Regions from separate parts of the Mus musculus genome. Here region 1 is linked to region 2. Evidence: chromatin contacts called from public HiChIP or PLAC-seq data. All regions are on one chromosome and are shown on one strand. Each heading gives the region's core, a stretch centred on a gene start, on an enhancer-like site or on the middle of the called end of the contact. The rest is flanking DNA. Distances are from core to core; before and after follow the strand shown. Region 1 overlaps Lhfpl2 (lipoma HMGIC fusion partner-like 2). Region 2 overlaps Homer1 (homer scaffolding protein 1).

Region 1 (4,827 bases), core at 1,426-3,925, 790 kb before region 2:
CAGAGCTGAATCACCAACCAAAGAGTGAGCATGGGCTGGACCTACCTTGACCCTCTGAGCATATGTAGCAGATGTGCAGCTTGGTCTTCATAAGGGTTCCCCAACAACTGGAGCAGGGGCTGTCCCTGAATCTGTTGTCTGCCTGTGCCTCCCATTCCCCTAACTGAGCTGACTTGTCTGGCCTTGATGGGAGAGGATGGGCCTAGTCCTGCAGTGACCTGATGTGCCAGGGTGGGGTAATATCCAGGAGGGGGCCTCCCCTTTTCAGAGGAGAGAGGGAGGAGGGGGTGGGAGAGGGCCTCTGGAAGGATGGGGGAGGGGGGCTGTGATTAGGATGTAAGGTGAATAAATTAATGAAAAGAAAAAGAAAAAAGTAAAGGGCTCCAAGTGGGAAGGAGCTCTCTTCACCTCCATCTTCCACCAAACAAGGATACAACAGCAAGGCCCCATCTTGGAAGCAAGAAGCAGCCACAGGCAGGTATCCATGCTGCCACCTAGCATGAACTTGCCAGCCTTCAGAGCTATGGAAACATTTTTATCTTTATGCAGACTAGAAACTTTGTTTATTTGTTCATTTGATTTATCTATCTTATTTTCTTCATTTGTTTGTTTGTTTGTTTCTTTCTTTTCAATGCTAGGGATTGAATCCAGAGCCTTGAAATATGTTAGGTAAGTACCTGACCACCGAGCTACATCACCGTCCTAGAGCACATTTTTATAGTAACAACAACAAAAGAGAGATGCCGCTGGGGAAAGGGCTCAGTGGGTAAAAGCACTAAGGGCTCTTCCAAAGGTCCTGAGTTCAAATCCCAGCAACCACATGGTGGCTCACAACCACCCATAATGAGATCTGATGCCCTCTTCTGGTGTGTCTGAAGACAGCTACAGTGTACTTATTTATAATAATAAATCAATCTTTTTCAAGAGAGAGAGAGAGAGAGAGAGAGAGAGAGGCCCCTGAAGCAGTTACTATTTCTTCATTGCCGTATGGTAGGAAATAGAAGGTAAGGGCTTGACACATGGCGAGTATGCAGAATGCCTCAGTGACAGTGAGCAGTGACGGTGAGGTACTCATTAACACAGTTGGCACTCGGAATATATTCGTTATCTGAGCCACTTTTCTATCTCCTCTGACTACCACCCTCAACCTCTCTGGAAAAGGCCTGCCATATGGTCAACACTGGGTCAGATAATAAGGTACTTTAGCCTGTGGTGGGCGAGGGCCAGGCCGTGAGCATCAGCACCTGAGATGGAGGCTGGAGTAAGGCGTAAAACCACACAGCTGTCACATCCCTGCTCCGGGTTCTCCCCCACCCTCCCCCGCCTCACCTCACTCACCAAGCTTCTGTAAGAACCGGCCAAACACATCACTGTTGTTATTATTTTTTTTTTTTTAAGTTTTCGTCTGTCTCTCTTCAAAGTTAGTAAGTACTTTTCATTCTGTGTCAGCCCACGCAAACCTCCCCTTTCTCTGATCTCACAGGGCACTCGGTCGGGACCACACAGCTCAGTAGTGAATGATCTCCTAGTATGTCACACAGGCTGTGTGACTCTCCAGAAAAGCTGAGTGGCTCAAAGCTGATTAAGACAGGTGGTCTTCAAAATGCACAGATGAACCCCCCCCAACACTCTCTTTCCTTCTTTCCCCTCCCTTCCCCATTTTGCATTCATTTTATACCAGCAAATGCTAAGCAACTGACAAGCATGACCCACACTGCCTGTGTGCTAAGGAGGCATGTTTTTACGTTAACTAAGCCATGGTATGGAAAGCTTCCAGTCACCTCTGGTACTGTTTGGTTCATGCACAGTGTTATAAATGAAGAGGGACTGAACTGGGTCACTGTCTTGTTTGTTTCCTTAAAAAGGCTCTAACTGGTGATCCTGAGGCTGCAGAATTTTATCTGCCAACACTGCAAAACGGACAGAAGAAACATGATGCGTCTTCCCTCAGTCGACAGCTTCCGACCAAGCTCCTCCTCTCAGTTCCAAAATATCAGTCACAGCTCTGGACTCAGTTGTCCCTCTCAAACTGCCGAGGGCCTGGTGGTCAGCAGCAGGAGCCGTTCAGAACTATGTCGTGTCTGGCATCTCTGAGCCGGGAGGTCTCTGGGAGTGTTTTTATCTGTGGCATCTCTTTAAGCATTCACTCACTACTGTCACTTTGAAGTTTCAAAACTATTCCTGGTTAGCACACAGGCTCATGCCCCCAACCCCGCTTTCAGGGTTGTGCCAATGTGGAAGCTCTCAGCTACTGCTCCAGTGCCCTGCCTGCCTGCCTGCCTGCCTGCCTGCCTGCCGCCCCTCTCCTGCCATAATGGTCATGAATTCACCCTCTGAAACTGTGAGCAAGCCCTCATTTAAATGATTTCTTTTGTAAGTTACTTTGGTCATGGTCTCTAATCACAGCATTTAAAAGTAAGCTACACCCCAAACAAGCTCTTCCTCTGTGGGCTGGACAGGGCCTTATTAAAGGGGTTCTGCAGGGCTGACCCCCATGATGCCTGCCAGGCAGACTCCACCCTTTTACTCTGCACCCTTAGCCCTTGGCAACAAGAAAGCTCCCGCTGCCTGCGATGCGCCTGCAGCCTTGGTAAGGAAGGAGCAATGCTGACCTCTAGCAGTGGCAGACAGAGCTATCGAGGGACGTGTCAGGGACGCGTCTGGGTAGAGCCCGAGGTCCCCATGAAGGAAAACAGCACCAATCTTGGCAGGAAGAACAAAGGGACAGAAGACTCTTTGCCTCCCACTTAGAGGAAGCTGGGAGCCTGTCCCTTAATGACCTGCTTGATAAATCACCCTGAGTCTGCAATCTTGCCTCTCAGCCACCCCTGCATCTCCACTTCACTTCAATCTCATGTGTGCCATTTCCCAGGACCTGCCTTGAAAACGAGCAATCATTAGGGTCTCTGGGTGGGAGTGGTGGGAAGCCTGAGGAAGAGCGTCTGGTGTGTGGCGGTGGGAGGAGTGGGGGTTGGGAACTGGGGGGTGTATGGGGGAGGTAGCATTTTCCAAGTATTCCTTGATTACCGAACCAGAGCTAGGGCCAGGGCCCAATGGAGCCTCCATGGCCTCCCATTTCCAATGAAAGTCGCATTTGAGAAGCCATGCCTTGTGTACTCTGCTGTGGCCTGTCCACTCTTTCTGAGGCTCCTTGCCACTCTAGGGACAAAGCTCTTGGAGGAGTGGGAGTCCCTTAAGATACTCTTACAGTGAGGTTTGAAAGACCTGGTCCCTGATAAAGTTACGAAAACGGGTCCCAAGCTGTCCACGAGTGGATGATCCAGTGACACAGGGAAGGGGAAATAGGAAATAAACACATGAATGACTAAGCTAAAAACCCATTAAAAACAAAACCAACACCTTTCATTGGCCAGGAACATGGCTTAGTAGTGCAGGGCTTGCCTTCCGTGCCTGGAGCCCTGAATTTGATCCTAGCACCCCTGACCCCCAACAAAGAAAAGAAACCTTGGAAAGCAGGACCCAGGGCCATAGTCCCTCACACATCCTGCCTGCCTAGCACACACACACAGAAAAAAATCAGACTACTCTGTGTGTGTGTGTGTGTATGTGTTTTAAAGCACTTTTCTTTTTAAAAATATATTCCTGTGTTGGAAAAAGAGGGGGGCCACCATGTAACTCCAGAATCTTTAAGTTGCAGAAAGTAAGTAACTCGGCCACTTTTGGATTGTTTTAAACAACTACGTCATTAAGCTTGTGTCCAATTACTTGCAGTCCCTTCTGAAATGAATTCTGCTCTACGGCGATGGCTCTGATGCAGCCTTAAGAGAGAAGGCAGCAGTCTCTAACAGGCCTCCCATTACCACCCCACCTCGGGGATGGGGTGGGGTTTGCTTTCTCCAGGAGGCTCCTTGGGAGGCTTCCGTTTCTGAGTGGGAAATATGCTGTGGCTCTCAGGAACTGGGTCAGATACGTCCAGTCCACTGCTACTTACAGAAGCCCTGGTCTTATCACCAAGCAAAGGGCATTCCTGAGTTAGTTGCCGGGATGTCCAGTGAGCCCTACGTGGCTCCTCTTGGCCATGCTATTCTGTGTGAGTCCTGCTCATACCAGATCCTACTTACTGCTACCCAGCAAAGCTCCAGGAGGCTGGGTCCATCCTCTGCTCTGCTCATACGGGCACCTCTTCCAGCTCCATTTCCCCTAACTGTCGAATTCCTTAACTGCCCTTTGAGATCTAGCTCATGTCCATCAATATTACCGCTCTTCTGAAGAGGACCTGGTCTTTATCTAATACCACGACTCCTTTACACAGTCCAGGGCACTTCAGAGCAGGCCTCTTCTCCCTCACCTCACAGCAGCATACACACCCCTTAATGGTCAGTCCTCTGGTCTCACCTACTATTTTCATGAGACCTATGAGCATCCAGTAAGGCGCTTTAAAGTCTCCCTAGAGCTCTGAGCAGCCTGCACTGGGGGGAGGGGGGAGCACTCCGAGGGTGTGTCTCTTTGAGGATGGAATTTGATGGAAGAGATCTGCCCCAGGCCCGCCCAGAGAACCAATCCTCAGACTCAGGAAGCAAAGCCCCCTGGGTGCAGGCACAGAGCTGGGATGTCCCCAGCAGCTACTGTGGGGACAGGAGTTCCAGGAAACAGCAAGACCCAGGCAGTCTTCAATTAGTTGGGTCACCTTCAGGTACATATACCTGGAAGGTCAGGGTCACAATGAGAGGTGGCCATGGTGATAAAGACAAAAAGGCCAGGTCAAATGTACGGCCACCATCACATTACAACAGAAGGTGGCTGACAGCCTGGGAAGGAGCTGGGAGCAAGGGGGGCTGTGTGTGGCGGTCAGCACCTTTGTTTCTT
Region 2 (4,853 bases), core at 571-3,070:
AAAAGACTATGGTCACTAAATGAATATGAATGTGTGGGAGTCAGACGGAGGGATAAAGGTTTTCCGTGTCCAGCTACCTTTATAGCTAGAGAAAGAAAGCACTCGCACTACAGTAATTAAAATCATGAACAACTTTCTTCAAAATGTCTACCATCTCATAGAGAATTATGAGCATTAGCAGCAGAGTGTCCTTACATTCCAAAGTTCCCATATATTCTTAAGAGTCATCCCTAACTTCCTTGTTCCACAGCCTGCTAAGAAAAATCTTCCATGCTGGTCTAGTATGTTTAATCCTATGCCCCTATTAATGCAGTTCAAACACAATAAAAACTCACCTAGGAGAGTTTGAAATATCTCACTTTGCAATTTTTAATCTGTCAAAGAATATAATTTTCTAAAACTTGGTTCTTCAAAAAAATGTGCAGTCAAAAAACCCCTATTTTCTTAATTTTACCTAAAACTATTTAGTAAAAAGCATTTAAATAAGGGTAAAAATTAGTGTTAAGGTAGATGGGCTTTAAAAAAATATTTTCAATAGTGCCATTTCACATTCATGTTTACAGTCCAGTAATGCCACGGTACGGCCAATAACTAATGTTTGAAATGCATTTAGAACATGATGTATCTTTTAGAATACAGAATTAGGAAGTCAAGCCTTCCTTCTGCTGGCATCTGCCATCAATGCTAACAGGCTCGTGCTTGGTACCCTGTCTTCTGTGAAAACTCTGTAGGCCTGTGGTAAAGCTTTCCTTCAGAGTAGAAATTCTATGTTTCTAATTACACATTATAAATCTTACATAACATATATAAAAACAGAAAACGGGTTAACAAAAGGGATCTTTAAAATATAGATAGAAAGGAATTATATTTTCTCCATTTAAAAAATTTCTCCTATAATTAGCTCAATGCTCCTTTTTCCACATAGATAATGGAAATATAGTAATTCAGTCAACTTGAGCAACCAAGAACAATAAATTAAAGGAGTCTGACCTGAGATTTTTCACTCAAAGGTTGTAACTTCAAGAGTTTCTGAAACCAAATGAACTTCCATATTTATCCACCTTACTTAATCATGATTGCTGAATTGAATGTGTACCTATGTGGAAATGGCAATGCATTCTGAGTTGGCTCAGCCCTTGGCTCTGAGTTCTGTGTCACATCGGGTGTTCTCTCATCGTCTGTCCCATTGATACTTTCTGGTGTCAAAGGAGACTGAAGATCTCCTCCTGCTGATTCCTTTAAAAAAGAGAGAGAGGAAAAGAAAGAGTAAGAGAGTGTTTTAAAGTGTTACACTTTTGTTCAAGTACACAATTTCATCTAAATGAATTCTTTGTGATGAATCAAATGGCAGTTGAAATTTTAATTAAATTAAAAAAAAGACAATTATTTTGGCAGGAAATCAATTCATAAGGAAATTAATGAAAATATAATGAATTGTAAAGATAACAATTTAGAAATATAATTTCAAAAACCTGATGGGTTAATAAAGGTAACTAAACAGAATAAAGGTGGTAACTGCAGGGAGTCCCAGCACTCTGGGTGGGTAGGGGAGTGGGGGTGGGTGGGTAAGGGGGACTTTTGGTATAGCATTGGAAATGTAAATGAGCTAAATACCTAATTAAAAAAAAATGAAAAAAAAAATAAAAAAAAAAAAATAAAAAATAAAAAAAAATAAAAAAAATAAAAAAAAAAAAACAATACCAAAAAAAAAAAAAAAAAAAAAAAAGAGGTTGAGTCAGGAGGACAACGTGCTCAAGGTTGGCCCAAGCGGCGCCGTGCGTGATGCAGGCAGGGTGGAGGCATGCATGAGCAGCCCCGCTGCTCCTCACTAGGCTCTGCACTAATCCTAAGAAAGCAGGAAATGAAATTTCTTTAGTTTCATCCTTTTTAGCTAAACCGAAGCAGGCGCTTTATTACTTAACATTCACAAAGGATCTATTCTACTTCCTTCTTTCATACTGCAATAAAGCTGTCAATAGCTCTCTTTTCTGTATACAAATTTGACAGGAAAGTTGAGGGAGACACTTTAAAAGTTTGATATATAAAGAAGATGGAGTTGAGATTTCAGGCAGCCCTGTTATATTCTCTTATAAATTACTTCCTATATTTTGTCAGCATTCAGAACCACTGTCCTGAAACCCATTTCCTGGCAGCTGTGACAGTTCTTTACACAGGGCACAGTGCACGCACGCACAGCATGTAACAAGGCCGTAATTTCCTCTATTCCTGTCTGACAAGAGGCACCTTTACTTTAATTCTGAAATTAACAGACTTATCATTGAAGATTTGACAGAGTTCTAAATATAAAATCTAGCAATTTAATTTTAATTAATTAAAAATTAATAAATTAACTTAAACTTTTAATTATGTCAACAGTAAAGATTAGCAAAACACTTAGGAACATATCCCAGTACACTATTTTTTTTTAAAAGATTTATTTCCTAATTTATGTGTAAGGAAGAGTGAGTGTGTGTGTGTATCTATGTGCCCAGAGGCCAGAAGAGAGAGAGTCTTGGCTCCCCTAGAGCTGAAGTTACATGGTACTGTATGCTTCCTACCATGGGTCCTGGAAACTGAATGAGTCTTGGGTAAGAACAATGAAGTGCTCTTAACTGCTGAGCCGCCTTTCCAGCCCAAGCTCATGATGGGAAATGCACTGACTGACTCAAGTTAACCTTCACTCTCCTTCTATATTTTTCACTGTTCTACTCGGTTAACTGCATTAAATGCTTAACAAGAGCCAGCTGTATTTGCCTTCAAGACTGTTTATGCCAAACAAAATAAATAAGTGGACTAAACATTATGCAAATTATTGAAGTTTGAACACAAAACTAGGTTAGTTATTTTAATTAAAACCAAATGAAATTTTAAAATGTCTGAAAAGTAAATGGCTATAAAGTAAAATAAAAAGATGAATTAAGTATAAATAGTAGACTACATATTTTAACATAATATCACATATACTACCATGTATCAGAGAAATGATATAAAAATAGGACATTCGGAATTTTTTCAAGTACCGAGGTTTAACTTGAATTTATCTCTTTCTGCCTCTTGACTTCAGATGCCTCACCTTCTCTGCCATAATGAATTATATTCCTTTGAACTTCAAGCCAAAGTAAACTCACCCTTAAAAATAAGAACAAAACCAAACAAAAAACCAACCTTAAAACCAAAGAAAACTTGTAAAGGACCAAAAGGTCCTTGTATACACAGACAGGCAATGGAGACGCCAGGAAACATTAATACACAGCTCATCTCTCCAAAGGGAGAAGACACTTAGCTGTTCTCCCAGATTCCTGGGGGAAGTGTAGTTTACAACCACATTTGCTACCTGTTGGGCCAGGCTCTGCCCAGATTGCCTATAATATTACACTTGTTTATCCTGGACACTTTTCCCTGAACCTTGAGTTCTACTTCTGGGCCATAAAACCCATCCTTGTGAGAGGAGTCATTTGTACTTTACAACAGCCTAAGTGAGGTCTATGCTATCTTAGGGCCAGGCCAATCCTGTCTCCCATATGGACTGGGCTTACCCCGGCCATTCTCCATCGACCTGAGCACTGTTTCTAAGTCAGTAAGATCCATCGTACAGACAGAAGAGCTTCAACGTGAACATGTCTTAAGTACTACCCATGGGGCTGAGTTAACTGTTATCAAAATTTTTTCCCAAAATTGTGCTCTGCTTAAATACAGCAAAAATAAGCTATCAGACTGCAGGAAATCTTCTCTTAATGGAGCGGAACTAAACTTCATTCTCCCCTCACCCAGACTATTCTCCTGCTGGCTGTAAAGCCTGCAGGGACCTCCAGAGTGGCTATTAGCATAGTTAGGAAGACGACAGTAGGATTCATGCCAACAACATACTCAGAGGTTTTAGATTAAAAATATTGGGAGAATTAAAATTATTGAATTTTAGCATAAAACTTTTAAGTAAGAATCCTTTAAAATGGTGGTTCTCAACATTCCTAATGCTACAACCCTTTAATATAGTTCATGTTGTGATGACCTGTAACCATAAAATGATTTTCATTGCTACTTCATAACTGTAATTTTGCTAATGTTATGAATCATAATGTAAGTGTTTTTGGAGACAGACACTTGCCAAAGTAGTTGTTACCCACTGCTTTCAATTCCTTAACATTTTTCCCCAACAATGGGGACTGAGTCTGGGGCCTCCTGCACATTAAGCAAGCACTGTATCACGAAGCTACATACAGCTCAACCCTGGTTTTTACATACTGTTACTTTAAGACAGGATCTCCTTTATTCCAGTTGTCCAGACTGGCTCTGAAGCCAGTCTGTAGCCCGGGCATACTTTACAATCACACTGTCTCAACCTCCAGAGTACTTGGGATCACAGACCTGTTCTTCCAGCCTTAACTCTTTCTTGATTAACCATTTCTTGATCAACCATTAGTTTTGATTCCAACAGACAAAACAGAGCCTGTATCCCTAGTCTCCTGCTCTCCCTTTCTACTGTGTCAGACTTCATCTAGACTTATTACAACTGATACATATTTGACTTTTATTACATTATTACTCTGTCAGGCTCATGCTAGCTTTAACTTTCTCCATACTAAGCTGGATATAGTCTTCACTTAAGAGTTGAGCAATATGAAGTGGCGAACTGCTGTCTAGCTGGCAGACTGCTTTCATTTCAGGTCTTGAAGGAAGTGGGATGATTTGTTTGTTTATATCATTTCTTACAAAAGGCCAGTTGCACCAGTATCTCTGGAAAAGGAATCAGAGACAGTAATACCTGGGCTCCATCTTAGGCCTAGTAAATTAAACCCTGCAGCATGCTTTAACAAGACTTCAAGAGAACTCTGATGCATGCTGTACTGGTTGGC

What was found. HiChIP or PLAC-seq counts read pairs in DNA pulled down with a chosen protein or histone mark.
Region 1: a contact with region 2 is called in an H3K4me3 HiChIP or PLAC-seq map of bone marrow-derived macrophages, with 5 times the contacts expected there. The contact joins two enhancer-like sites. A contact is called at or near these places in 1 of 115 datasets of contacts at active chromatin or transcription factors (bone marrow-derived macrophages) and 1 of 9 other capture datasets (embryonic stem cells).

The regions. Positions count from the first base shown.
Region 1 is chr13:94,141,274-94,146,100 of GRCm38.p6, reverse strand. The region is part of intron 2 of Lhfpl2 (lipoma HMGIC fusion partner-like 2); the gene reads right to left. Among named protein-coding and RNA genes, the nearest start is that of Lhfpl2, 86 kb to the right of the region's middle. Within about 2 kb of position 2,675, at least 62 of the 459 cell types and tissues checked have an H3K27ac peak or open chromatin away from gene starts, as enhancers often do. A contact at or near this core is called in bone marrow-derived macrophages, where this site is marked.
Region 2 is chr13:93,352,323-93,357,175 of GRCm38.p6, reverse strand. Homer1 (homer scaffolding protein 1) reads right to left here. Exons shown (of 10, transcript NM_147176.4): 5 at 1,097-1,236. Among named protein-coding and RNA genes, the nearest start is that of Homer1, 51 kb to the right of the region's middle. Within about 2 kb of position 1,820, at least 63 of the 459 cell types and tissues checked have an H3K27ac peak or open chromatin away from gene starts, as enhancers often do. A contact at or near this core is called in bone marrow-derived macrophages, where this site is marked.